2 separate regions of the Ovis canadensis genome follow, and region 2 is linked to region 1. The links are chromatin contacts, called in public Hi-C maps. All regions are on one chromosome and are shown on one strand. Each heading gives the region's core, a stretch centred on a gene start, on an enhancer-like site or on the middle of the called end of the contact. The rest is flanking DNA. Distances are from core to core; before and after follow the strand shown.

Region 1 (6,194 bases), core at 2,569-5,068:
CCTGGTCAAGGAACTAGATCCCACATGCTGCAACTAAAAACTGGCACAGCCAACTAAATTAATAAATATTTTTAAAAATTAAATAAACAATAAGTACTATGGAAAGAAAAAAGACAGGAAAGGGAGAAAGGGAGACAAGACGTGCCGGGAGCAGGGGGTTGTTATTTTTATTTGGCTTCACCGGGTCTTAGCTGTGACATGTGAACTTTTTGTTGCAGCATGTGGGATCTAGTTCCCTGACCAGGGATTGAACCCAGGCCCCCTGCAACAGGAGTGCAGACTCTTAGCCACTGGACCACTAAAGAAGTCCCTTTTATTTTTAATAGTGTGGTTGGGAAAAGCCTGACTGAAAAGCCCACATTCAAAGGGAATGAGGGTTCCTGGTGGAAGCATAGCAGGTGCAAAGGCCCTGGGGTGGGAGCAGGCTTCTCTGAACAGCAAGGCAGCCAACGTGGGGCAAGGGCTTGAACTCATTAGAGAGGTAGAAAGGTGACATTAGGGAGGTAGAGGGCAGGGGACCAGGTTTGCAGCCCATCTCCCAGGGCAGGAACTTTTTTCCTGTTCTCTGTGATGTCCCCAGTCCCTAGAACACTGCCTGGCACAGTTGAATCAATAACAATGAATGACTGATAGATCAAAGCTGCCTTCTCTTCAGACTTAGAGCCCCTAGGCTAGACTTCAACATTCGTGATCCCATTTTACAGATGGTAGTGTGAGGCCCAGAGAGAGGCCAAGCCCAGCAACCCAGAACCCATCCCCGGAGACCCACACATATGCCAAGTATGGTGATAGAGAAGGTGGGTGTCAGAGCCAGGCTACTTGAGTCTGAATCTCATCTGAGTCCCTTGTTGGCTGTGTGACCTTGGGCAAAGAGCATCACCTCTCTGGGTCTCAGTTTTCCAGTTCTATAAAACAGGGATCAAAACACTGCCTCCCTCTGAAGATTTCTGAGAGAATTAAGCAAGTGAATTTGGATCCAGTGCTCAACCCAGTGTCTGCGGCATATATTATTACTAGTGTTTTTGAGAAGAACATGGGAGTCTCCCCTCCTTTAGAGAGCCTACATTGTGCTTTTCTCTGATGGCAACTAAGGCACTGGCCTCAGCTTCCCCATCTGAACTGTTGAGGCAGGTTCTTGGTCTCTTGCTGAAGACCCCGGGAGAACAGATGCCTCCATTTCTTAATTTTGGGGGGAATCCACGCAGCTCCTCCCCAGCACACTGCCCTGACCCGCCTTCCCACCTACAGGCAAGGGGGTTGCTAAGGTCGGTGGTCTGCCCCCTCGAATGACCCATCCCGGCAAGCGGGGAGGGGGGAGTCCGGCCGCCGGCGGGGCTCTCAGCATCCCCCCCGCACGCTTTCTCTCCCCGGGGCTTGGGGACAATAGACAAGATGTTTATCCCCCGCCGGCGCACATGTTGTTCGCGGTAATGACAGTAATCAGCGGCGCTAATGCCGCATTCTCTCCGCGCCAGTCAATTCGCCTAATTACCGCCTGGGAAGCCGGATTATTTAAATTTAAATGGTGATTTATTGCGAACTTAATCAATGCTATTTTCTCTCCCCCCCTCCCCCCGAGACCAGGGCAGGAGGGGAATTGGAGCCCCTCCAACCCCACCCTAAGGACAATCCATCTTGGGGTGGGGGTGGGGGGGCGCAGTTGCCTAGGGTCCCCTGTCCCTGTTACCTGAGACCTCTGAAGAACACGATTCGCACACTTCTAGTAATAAGAGTAAAGCAATAAAACATAAATAGAAGTAACAACAATAACGTAACACTTCTGTGTAATGAAGTCTGAATAATAATGAAAGTAGATATCTATCTATATATATCTGATTTTTACATGTTCTATATTTTAACATATTATAGACTGTATTTCGTTATCATGTCTTGGGGAGTAGGATGTCAGCCTGTCCAGGGCAGACACTTTTATTCAGTTTGTTTCCGGCTGGGTCCAGAGGGCTCAGAACAGTAGCAGGCACACAGCAGACGCTCAATAAACCTGCAGGTACCCGTTGATAAAGGCTTCCCTGGTGGCTCAGCGGTAAAAAATAAAATCCCCCTGCCAATGTAGGAGACGCGGTTCGATCTCCGGGTCGGGAATATCCCCTGGAGAAGGAAATGGCAACCCACTCCAGTATTCTTGCCTGGAGAAATTCAGTGGACAGAGGGAGCCTGGTGGGCTACAGCCATGGGGTCGCAAAGAGTCAGACGCGACTGAACGACTAAACAACCATTGATAACAGTAATCGCTACACATTGGCTGTTTACTCTGAACCAGGTGTGTTTAGGGTCTTTATTACCTGGTAGACCTTTTTCTCTTCTCAGCCCTGGGGAGGGGAGGGGCTTCATCATGATTTCCACTTCACAAATGAGGCACAGAGAGGTGAGGCGACCTGCCCGGGGATCACAATGCTGGGGAATGGCCAAGCGAGGACAGGGACCTCTGTCTTACTGAAGCTCGCCATCTTACCTGCCATGTTATCCCGTCCCCCTCCCGCATCCCAGGCTGGGAATTCAGACGCCAGAGTCCTTGTGTTTCCTTTGGGGTCCCTCCGATCTGAGTGCGGGGTGTTTCTTGCTCATTAGCGGATGGGAGGCCCGGGCTGGGTCCTCTCTGTCCTGCTCATGCAGCTGCGGGTCTCCTTTGTGAGAATCATGAATCATTTCCTCTAATAAAAATAATAGTCCTTACTAGTGGCATGACCGCTGGTACGGCCAGGGCAGAATTCATGAAACCGTCCCTACCTGGTGAGCCCATTTTACAGATGAATAAACTGAGGCCTGGACAGCAGAAGCCGTCTGATAGCAACACCCAAAAGGTCTGACTCCAAATTCTGTACTCCCTTCCTTTCGGGTGGAGGAGACTGGCCACAGCTAGCTCACAGCTCAGACCCGGGGTGCCCTGCCCTGCGCGAGCGCGCCAGGACCCCGCCCCCGCGCATGCGCACTCACCTAGGCCCGCCGGCGGCACCGAAGACCGCAGCCCCCAGGGCGGCGCCCCGAGCGCGGCAAAGCGGCGCAGGCGGAGGTAGGTGACGCTGAGGCGCACGATGGACGCCTTGTCCAGCTGGCTGGAGATGGCTCCGGGCAGAGGGAGTAGCTTGGCCAGCTCGAAGAACTCCAGGTTCTCCTTTCCGCGCCGCGAGCGCGCAGCGTTACGGGACTTCTCCTTGCGCTGCGCCTGCAGGCTGGGCGGGCGGCGCGGAGGGAGCGTCAGCGGGGGCCGGGGACTCCGGGTTCGGGGGCGGGGGCCTCGGGAACGGGGGGAACGGGACGTTGGAAGTGGGTTCAGGACTCTGGAGGTCGGGACAGAGCCTGAGAGTGACTTCTCTGCCCAGCCGTGGGGCAGGACTTGGGGGTGTAAAGGCTGAGGGGGAGGAGGAAGGAGAGGGGAGCGGTAAGAATGTTGGGTAGGAGTCCCGAAAAAGGGGGCTAGGAACCGAACGCCCAGTGTGCGGTGAGTTGCGGAACCTCGGTAGAGCAACTCCGGGTAAGAAAGTCTAGCCCGAGGGGCGGGGCGGAAGGTGAGTGTGAATTCTCTTCGGATCCCGCCTTGGGGCGGGGCCACGGCCCGAGGGGCGGGGCGAAGGTGAATGTGAATCCTCGTCGGATCCCGCCTTGGGGTGGGGCCACGGCCCGAGGGGCAGGGCTTTGCTCACCAGGGTCCCGGCGGGGCCTTGACCACGAACCCCGGCAGAAAGTCCCAAGGGACGCTGCCGCCGCGACCTCCCCCGCCACCGCTGGGGTAGGGGGCCGCCATCTCCGTGGGGACCCGCTCAGGAGGGCTCAGAGCGGCCTGTGGGACTCGAGAGCCGCGTCTCCTGCAGCGGGAAGGAGCGGGAGGCAACGCTCAGCGCCCGAGGGGGCGCGTGGGACACCTGGTAGGCAAACCAAGGTCCGCGGGGTTGGGTGCAGGGTCCCGGCGAGGAGCTGCCGCGGGAGGTGGCCTCAGTTTCTCCTACCCGGAGGCCAGGTTACACAGCCCGCAGCTCTCACCGTGCCGGGCTCCGGGCGAAGCTCACTCAGGGTGAGGACGTGCCCCGCCGCCGCCTCCCCCGCGCCGCCCGCCAGCGCGCCCGCCTCACGCCCGCGCCGGGCCGGCTCCCGCATACCAATAGGCGCACGCGGCGCGCATACGGATCCGACCGGCCCGCGCGCTGCGTGCCAAGCATGCCCAAAGCCGGGCGGGGGGCGGGCGCCTCGCCGGGGCCCAGGCAAGACCGGCTCCAGCCCCCAGAGCCCTCTACCCCGGGGACCTGCTCCCACCACAAGCCCATCCCGGGAGTCTGGTTTTTGCATCTGCGGTACGCCTATTTCCCAGGCTCGGTTAAAGAGATAGGGGCAGGGGGGAGGCAGAAACTAGGGACCCCACCCGATGCTTTTCCCAGGGACCACCCCTCAAACCCTGGGGGTGATGCCACGTGTCTGGGCCGCCAAATCTCCGCAACCACAACTTCCTCCCTGAAGACCCCCGATGCAGCGGCCAGCTCCTCAGCCCCAGGTAGCCCTCAGGATGGATCCAGAATTCTGAGCCCAGGTGTCCTGGTATTCAGATTCCCCAGAACCGGAAACATGTTCAATTAGGTCTTCATTCCTCCAGGGCTAGGCATTCAGGGTCCAGCCCCGCTCCCCACATCCACGCCGCCCCCAAGCCTTCCCAGCCAGGTCCCCCGATGCCCTAGATCTTGGCGTTCAGATCCCCCAGGCCCCTAATTCTCCAAGACTCAACCTCCGTGCGCCCCTACTCTCAGCCCCGGGAGACAGGCGTTCCGCTGCCCTAGCCCCCAGGACACTGGAGTCCCGGTCCCCTTCACCTCCAGGACTCAGGAGTTCCCTGTCCTCTCATACCTGCCCCCTGGCGTCCCCTACCTGCAAGACCCACCGCCTCGTTATCTGACCGCGAGGGCAGTCTCCGGGCGCGGCGTGGGGCCGGCCGGGCGGCGCAGAGGAGCGGCCCCATAGACCCCGGGGCGGGCCGGGCTCGGCGGGGCGCGCGGGCTGTGTCGCTAGGCTCTCCGCGCCCGCCGAGGCCTCGCAGACTTGGATGCGTGGAGACAGCGCCGGCGGGCGGGGGCGGGGCCTGCTGGAGCCCCGCCCACGGAGTCTCCTCCCTTCGGTCCTGCCCCGCGTCAGCCACTCTGATCTTTTCCGCGGTTGTTGTTCAGTGGCTCCGTCGTGTCCGACTGTTTGCGACCCCATGGACCGCAGCACGCCAGGCCTCCCTGTCCCTCACCATCTCCCGGAGTTTGCTCAAACTCATGTCCATTGAGTCGATGAGGCCATCCAACCGTCTGGTCTTCTCTCTTCCTCTTCTGCCTTCAATCTTTGCCAGCATCAATCAGGGTCTTTTCCAATGAGTCGGCTCTTCGCATCAGGTGGCCAAAGTATTGGAGCTTCAGCCTCAGCCTCAGTCCCTCCAATGAATATTCAGGTAGGGGGTTCCAAGCAAGGGAGTCCTGGGCTGCTCAGATGTCTGAGCCCCCTTAGCCCACCAGAACGGGAACCTCGAAGTCGGCTTCCCCACCCCAAGAGGGGAACACCGGAGTCCAGGCTCTATCTCTATATACCCCACTGGAAGGAACTATCACCCCATGTTCCCTAAGAATACTCAGCACCCAGCAGCTCCTCAAGACAAGGAAGGCACCCTGCGCCCGCTCCTGTAGGGGTGGAGACCCAGACGTCAGCGTCCCCTCTAGGGGAGCAAATCCAGGCGTTAGAGACCCTTTACCAGGAGAGAACTTAAGAATGTCAGCGAGGCCATCTGGACAAGAAGGGGACCTTGGGCTCAACACCCCCCCCCGCCAGCGCCCCCCCAACCCCACCCCCCACCCCCCACCTTATAAGACCAGGATTTGACATCTAGACTTCCCAGGGACTGGGACACAGGTGTCCAAGGAACTTCAGAGATCAGGATCCTGGGGTCTTAGTTCCACCACTACTCCTGCGGGAACCCTAACTTTGGAGCTTCCCATTAGACCATAAATGGGAACTAAGGGATTATAGTACCTCCCATAGAGATCTGGAGACCCAGGTGATCCAGCCAGTTCTTTTCCACTCTGGTAGAAAATACAAAATCTCTCCCTCCCAAGCCCCTTCAGCAGCCTGGCATGGGGGTTTCCAGGTGCTTAAGTGCTGCTAGGGGGCTTCCCAGGTGACTCAGTGGTAAAGAACCCACCTGCCAATGCAGGAGA
Region 2 (6,194 bases), core at 1,582-4,081, 180 kb before region 1:
ACAGCAACCAAAGGAGTCGTCCTACAAACCTATTCTGACCTGGCCCCACTTCCACTCAAAGCCCTCGATGGCTCCCCAGTGTCCTTAGGGAAAAGTCCAAACTCTTAGCCTTATGGCCTGCATGGCTGGGCCCCAGCGAGTCTCTGCAGGTCAATATCCTCCATCTGACCCTCCAACTTTAAGCTCCAAGTTTCTGCAAAAACTGTCCCCTCTGTGCGGACTGTTCTGCTCTCCTTTTCAGCTAGCTGGGACTTCCCTGCTGGTCTAGTGGTTAGGACCCCCTGCTCCGCTTCCATGGGCCTGGGTTCAGTTCCTAGTCAGGAAACTAAGACCCCCACAAGACATGCGGTGCAGCAAAAAAAAAAAAAGACCGGCTAACATCTACTTACCTTTCGAGTCTCAGAATCCCCTCCTCCAGGAAGTCCTCCTTAATATCCCCCAGGCTGGGTGAAGAGCCCCACCTGGGCTCTCAAAGAACCCTGAGCTCCTCCATCCCAGGCTGGCCCACTCGCTCATCACTGACTGAAGCTATGGCTGGGCCCCTACTGGCCTGTGAGCCCTGGAAAGGCAGGCCCGGGGTCCCCTCCATCACTGCTGCCAGCACAGTGCCACTGAGCAATGGGCCCTGATGAATACTTGTGAACGAACAAACCAATGATGGAATGAAAGGAGGAATCCCAGGCTAAGGCCCTCGGCTTTTACCCTGACAGTGATGAGGAGTCATGAAAAGGTTTTAAGGAAGGAGAGGTGAGGGAAACTCACTGCGGGGAGGAGAGGGGATGGGGTCTCCCAGGGCGGGGCTAGGGCACCTGGTAGCGCCGGATGAGGGCCTCATTCTTCCGCCGAAGAGCCTCGATCCTCTTGTCCAACTCAGCATCCTTCTCCTCCTTTGATTTCAGATCCAGTGCGGCTGACTGAGAGGGGCGGACAGATAAGAGGCTGGAAACCTCTACCTGCCCCAGGGTCTGCGGGCAGAGAACCTCTCCTCCCAAGGCCCCTGCCCCAAAGCTCAGATCTCAAAGACCCCACTTTTCTTCTCACCATTCCACTGGCAGAGTGGGGCCTGGGTCCCAGCAAACCTCCCCTGCAGAATCTGGACACAGCACTGGGGGCTCCTGAGGGCAGAGGGAACAGAAGCACTAAGGCCAATGGCTCCACTCAATCTGTCTCTTCCTGTTCCAGACTGGGGGCTCCTCAAATGCGCACACACATCCCTTCACTCCAAGGGACACACACACACACACTCCCTTCACTCCACGGGACACACACACACACACACCCTTCACTCCAAAAGAATTCTCGCCCTCACTCCCAGTCCCTCTTCTTGAAGCCCCTCTTCCAGCCCACCCCCTACCAGGAAAAGTTTAGACTCAGTGCTCTCAAGGGGGTTTTGGACCCATCCATTCCTCTGTAAACAATGTAGTCACACACACCCTGGGAAAGTTCTGGGCCCGCCCCACCACTTAGGGAAACACCCCACACTGCTCCCTTCAAAACGAAAATCCTAGTTCAGTCTCCACATCCCTGTGCTGGGAGTTTAAAACCCAGGCCTCTACCCCAAGAGAGCTTTAGGATGAGCCTCTCCCACGACCTGCGCAAGAAAGTCCGACTCCCCCTGCTCAACCTGGTGCTGCTTGCATCCCGTTTAATAATCTACACCTAACACTTCCCCAGAATTTCAGCGACGTCTTACAATCCTACACTCAAAAAATAGTCCGAGCCCCATTCCTGTTCGTTGCCCCTACCCTCAGGGATTTAAAGCCCCGCCCCCTGCACCCCAACAAAGATTCCTCCAACAGACCCAGGCTTCCCGGGTCAGGTTTGGCCTCCTGGGTGAACAGCCTCCCCGCCCAGGCGCAGACAAAACCGCCTCGCCCTCACGCGGCTTTCTAGGGAAAGGCTCCAGTCTCCACCCGGTCCGGAACGCCACAGCCCCGCCCCGAAGAGAGGCAAACTTTCCGGCCCCGCCTTTCCCGCCAAACCTCTGACCCCGCCCACATGCGCGTCACTAACCCCACCCCCTCCCGGCGTCCGACGGCCCCGGCGAACTTCCTGGCCCCGCCCACAGGAGCCCAAGGCAGCAGCCTAAACCCGCCCCCTCCTCCTCGCCTTCTGGCACCGGTCCCGCCCCCGGCTCACCAGCCAACACTTTGGCCCCGCCTCCGATTTGCTAAGCCCAGCCTCTGGTCACGCCCCTGGCTCCGCCCCCGCCCCGCCCGTCAGTGTCTGGCCCCGTACCTAGAGCCCCTAAATTCTGGCTCAGCGGCCCGATTCCTGCGAAACTTTTTGGCTCCGCCCTACCGGCGCCTGGCCCCGCCCGGACCCTCAGGTCAGCCCCTGGCCCCGCCCCTGACTTCCTGGACCCACTTCCAGGACACGCGAAACTTTCCGGTCCCGCCCCTAGTCCTCAGGGTAATATTTGGCCCCGCCCCCAGCCCCAGCATAACTTTTTTCGGGCCCTCCCCAGCTGCCCACCAAAGCTCCGGATGCCTTCGGAGCCCGGCCCACCCAGGCCCTGCCCCGCCGACGGCCCGCCCCCTCAGCACCCTTCTAGCTTCCCATGTGGGCGTCCAGTCCCCGCCCCCCGCGGAGTACTCTGACCCCGCCCCCGCGGGCGACGGGCTACCCCGCCAGCGCCGGCGCCCGCTCCCCCCACGTGGGGCGTCAGGCCCCGCCCTCTCCGGGCGCGCTCCCGGCCCCCTCCCCCGGTCACCTGTCCCGGAGACCCCGCGGCGTCCGCGACTCCGGCTCCGTCGGCCTCCGCGTCTACAGCTCCCGGGCCACGCGCGTCACTTCCGGCCTGCACCACGTGAAGAAGGGAACTAAAGCGGGTTACTTCCGGCCTTGCAGGCCTGTTTCCGGGAGCCTTAAAGGCGCGGCGCTCCTCCCCGCCAACACCCCCCTCCTCCCAGCCCCCCACGCCGGGTGGAGGCGGGAGTGGGTTGAGCCGGCGCACGGAGTGTTCTGCAAGCTTGTTCTACTGTCTTCTACCTGAATGACCTCCTTCCAGGGAAAGAAAACACCACCCTCTCTCTGGTCTCTATTTGCGTCTCCTCTTTCCTGGTTCCTACAAGTAGGTGCCGGGCGCTGGACTGACTCTTGGAAGCCTGACCTGCCAGCTTGTGCTGGGAGGTGGGCGGGGGTCCCCCACCCTCCTGCCAGTGAAACTTTATAGTTAGTTGTAGGAGCTCACAGTTTTCAATGGAAAGAATCTCTTCTTCCTCTGAATCAGCATTGGGTGCCAGCTCTGTACTGGGGGGATAGGGAAGTGGGGGTTAAGGTGATGAACAAGGCAGACCCCATCCCTGGACTCTTGAGGGAAGGCACAAGTACATGTGAAACGACAGAAGACAGAACTGTGGGGATGTCTTGTGAGAGAGATGAGGCTAGACTGAGAGGGGGTGGCTGTCCAGGCAGGGGGCACAGCCTGTGCAAAGGCCCTGTGGTGAGTGAACCGGTGCTTCTAGGGAACTGGAAGATGCTCAGAGGAGGACCTACTGGGTTTTGCTACAGAGTCAAGAGGGTTACATACATTAAACAAAGCTTAGACATAATTTACCTATTGTTACAAGTGACGATAAATGCTATGGAACACCCTTACAGGAGGTGATGACAGTTGTAAGTGAGCAGACCAGATTTCCTGAGATTGCTGATGAATTTAGTTTGTGGTCTAAAACATGGGAAGGGAAAATACCTGGCAATCCACTGCCCCTATATGGTTATCATTAACAGCCTTTCAGAGGCCTTCTCTACACATACAATTTAATTCTCTTAAAATCCCCCAAGAATTCCCTGGTGGGCCAGTGGGTAGGGCTGGGTGCCTTCACAGATGGGGCCCACGTTCAATTTCTGATCAGAAACTAAGATCCCACAAGCCTCGAGGCACAGCCACAGAAATAAATAGATAAGTAAAAATTTTTCAAATGCCTACCAAAATCACTGCATCACCGGCTTCAATCGTGTATTCAGTTTCGCCTCTTTGAGGTCTTCCTTGAAACCACTCGTTTGAAAATTTCGAAACCTCCCATGCTTTTCTCTTTCAGTTTTATGTCTCCATATTACTGTTTACCCCCTAAACTACCGTGTTTCACTTTATTCTCTTGCTGTTCGGCCTCTAAGTCATGTCCAACTCTGCAACTCCGTGGACTGCAGCACTCCAGGCTTCCCTGTCCTTCACTGTCTCCTGGAGTTTGCTGAAACTCATATCTGTTGAATCACTGATGCCATCCAACCATCTCATCCTCTGTCACCTTCTTCTACTTCTGCCTGCAATCTTTCCCAGCATCAGGGTTTTTTTTTCCAGTGAGTCAGTTCCTTGCATCAGGTGGCCAAAGAGTTGGAGCTTCAGCTTCAGCATCAATCCTTCCAGTGAATACTGAAGGTTGATTTCCTGTAGGATTGACTGTTTACTGACTTTTTCTCAACTATATTGTCTGTGTTCTGTCTGCAGTACCGAGTCTCTCTCAAAACCTATTTGTTTAATGAATGAGTGATTTTTTTTGGCAGGGGGTTGGAATTTAGGTCCCCGACCAGGAACTGAACCCTACCCTTGGCAGTGAGATCGAGGAGTCCTCACCGCTAGACCACCAGGGAAGTCCCTGACTGAATCTTGGCTAGTACTATTATTTTCTTCCTTGTTTGTGAAACAAAACGTATGCCCTGAAACTCTATACCTTGAAGTTAGCCCGTGGATGGTTGACTAGCTTTTAAACTGCCACGTGAAATTCTGTCCTACAGATGAGCCATAATTTAGTCCAACTGGTCTCGTGGATGTTCGAGTTGTTTCTAACTGGGGAGGTTGCCAGCGATGCAGCATTGAATTTCTATAGGCGCATGGCTTGATGACTGCATGATCTGTGATCTTGTTCACAAAAGGGCTCCTAATGTCATGATTAAGGCTGTTGACTCTGAAGCCAGAAGATCTGGCTTTGAATCCTGGCTCTGTCATTTACCAACTGTGTGATCTTGGGCAACACGCATAGGAAACTTCTCTGGCCTTCATCTTCTCCATCTGTAAACGGAGATCATAACACCATCCTACTGTTGGTTGCACAGAATTCAATGGATTCATGAATTAATAGACACCCAGTGCTTGGCCTGAAATATTGTAAGTTCTCAATAAATGGAAACCATTCTTCTGTCTTCTAGGAAAGCAGATTGCTGAATCACAGGTTAATTCCCATTTTTATTTTCCAGGGGAAAAAAAGAATGAAGAGAGGTGGACCCAGGGTATGTAGAACCTGAAGTTTATACCAGTTGGAAACCCTCCTGAAAAAAAGAGTGGGAAATGCCCTGGTGGTCCAGCAGTTAGGGCTTGGCGCTTTCACTGCTGGGGGCAGGGTTCAATCCCTGGTCAGTGAATTAAGATCCCACAGCCTTTAAAAAAATGTACAAGACTGCAAGGGCACCTCCGAGGGTGTTGGGCAAAGCTGTGGAAATAGGGGGACCCAGAGGGTTGCACTTCCTCCGTTTCACAGGAAAGCCACTTCTGATGGTGGCTGCTCAGGAAAGACCTAGTGCTCACTTCCACTTTTCCAGGCAGGACAGTGGTGCAGGTCCCCTGGCAGCCTCACGGACAGGGGTATTCTCCATCTTTGATCTTTGCCAATATCACAGCCAAAGAGTCTGTCTCAGTGTAGTTTGAGTGGCCACTCTCTGATTAAAAAGTGAGACTTCAGGCTTCCTTGGTGGCTCCGTGATAACGAACCCACCTGCCAGTGCCAGACACACAGGTTGGATCCCTGATCCCAGAAGATCCCACATGCCGCCGAGCAACTAAGCCCGTGAACCACAGCTACTGAAGCCCACGCGCCCTACAGCCCGTGCTCCGCAGTAAGAGCAGCCACTGCGATGAGAAGCCCGCGCGCCGCAAGTAGAGAGTAGCCCCTGCGCGCTGCGACTGAAGCAAAGCCCACACAGCGATGAGGTCCCAGCCCAGCCAAAAATTAATTATTTTTAAAAAGGGAAACTGAGCACTTTTGGTATGTCTACTGGGGATGAGAAGGTGAGAGAGCAGAGTGAGCCAGACCTTGAGAATCCCTCCTTGAGACACTCAGCATCTTCACCAGAACTCTGGGCAGTGAAGGGAATTCTTTATCATCTCCACTTTACAAAGGAGAGCACAGAGGCCCAGTAAGGAGGTCCGCAGAGCTGCCAGTGCCTGGGTCCCTGCCTGGAGCAAAGCCGCAGGTTTA

What was found. A called contact is a pair of places that touch in the nucleus more often than the background predicts.
Region 2: a Hi-C map of lung shows a contact between it and region 1, with 4 times the contacts expected there. The contact joins the promoter of CCDC9 here to the promoter of NPAS1 in region 1. A contact is called at or near these places in 2 of 2 Hi-C or Micro-C datasets (fibroblasts and lung).

What each region holds. Positions count from the first base shown.
Region 1 is chr14:67,139,014-67,145,207 of ARS-UI_OviCan_v2, reverse strand. It overlaps NPAS1 (neuronal PAS domain protein 1), which reads right to left and starts at 3,818. Exons shown (of 11, transcript XM_069549275.1): 1 at 3,663-3,818; 2 at 2,956-3,191. The coding sequence starts at 3,763.
Region 2 is chr14:67,319,805-67,325,998 of ARS-UI_OviCan_v2, reverse strand. It overlaps CCDC9 (coiled-coil domain containing 9), which reads right to left and starts at 2,831. Exons shown (of 16, transcript XR_011248459.1): 1 at 2,714-2,831; 2 at 1,042-1,115; 3 at 810-914.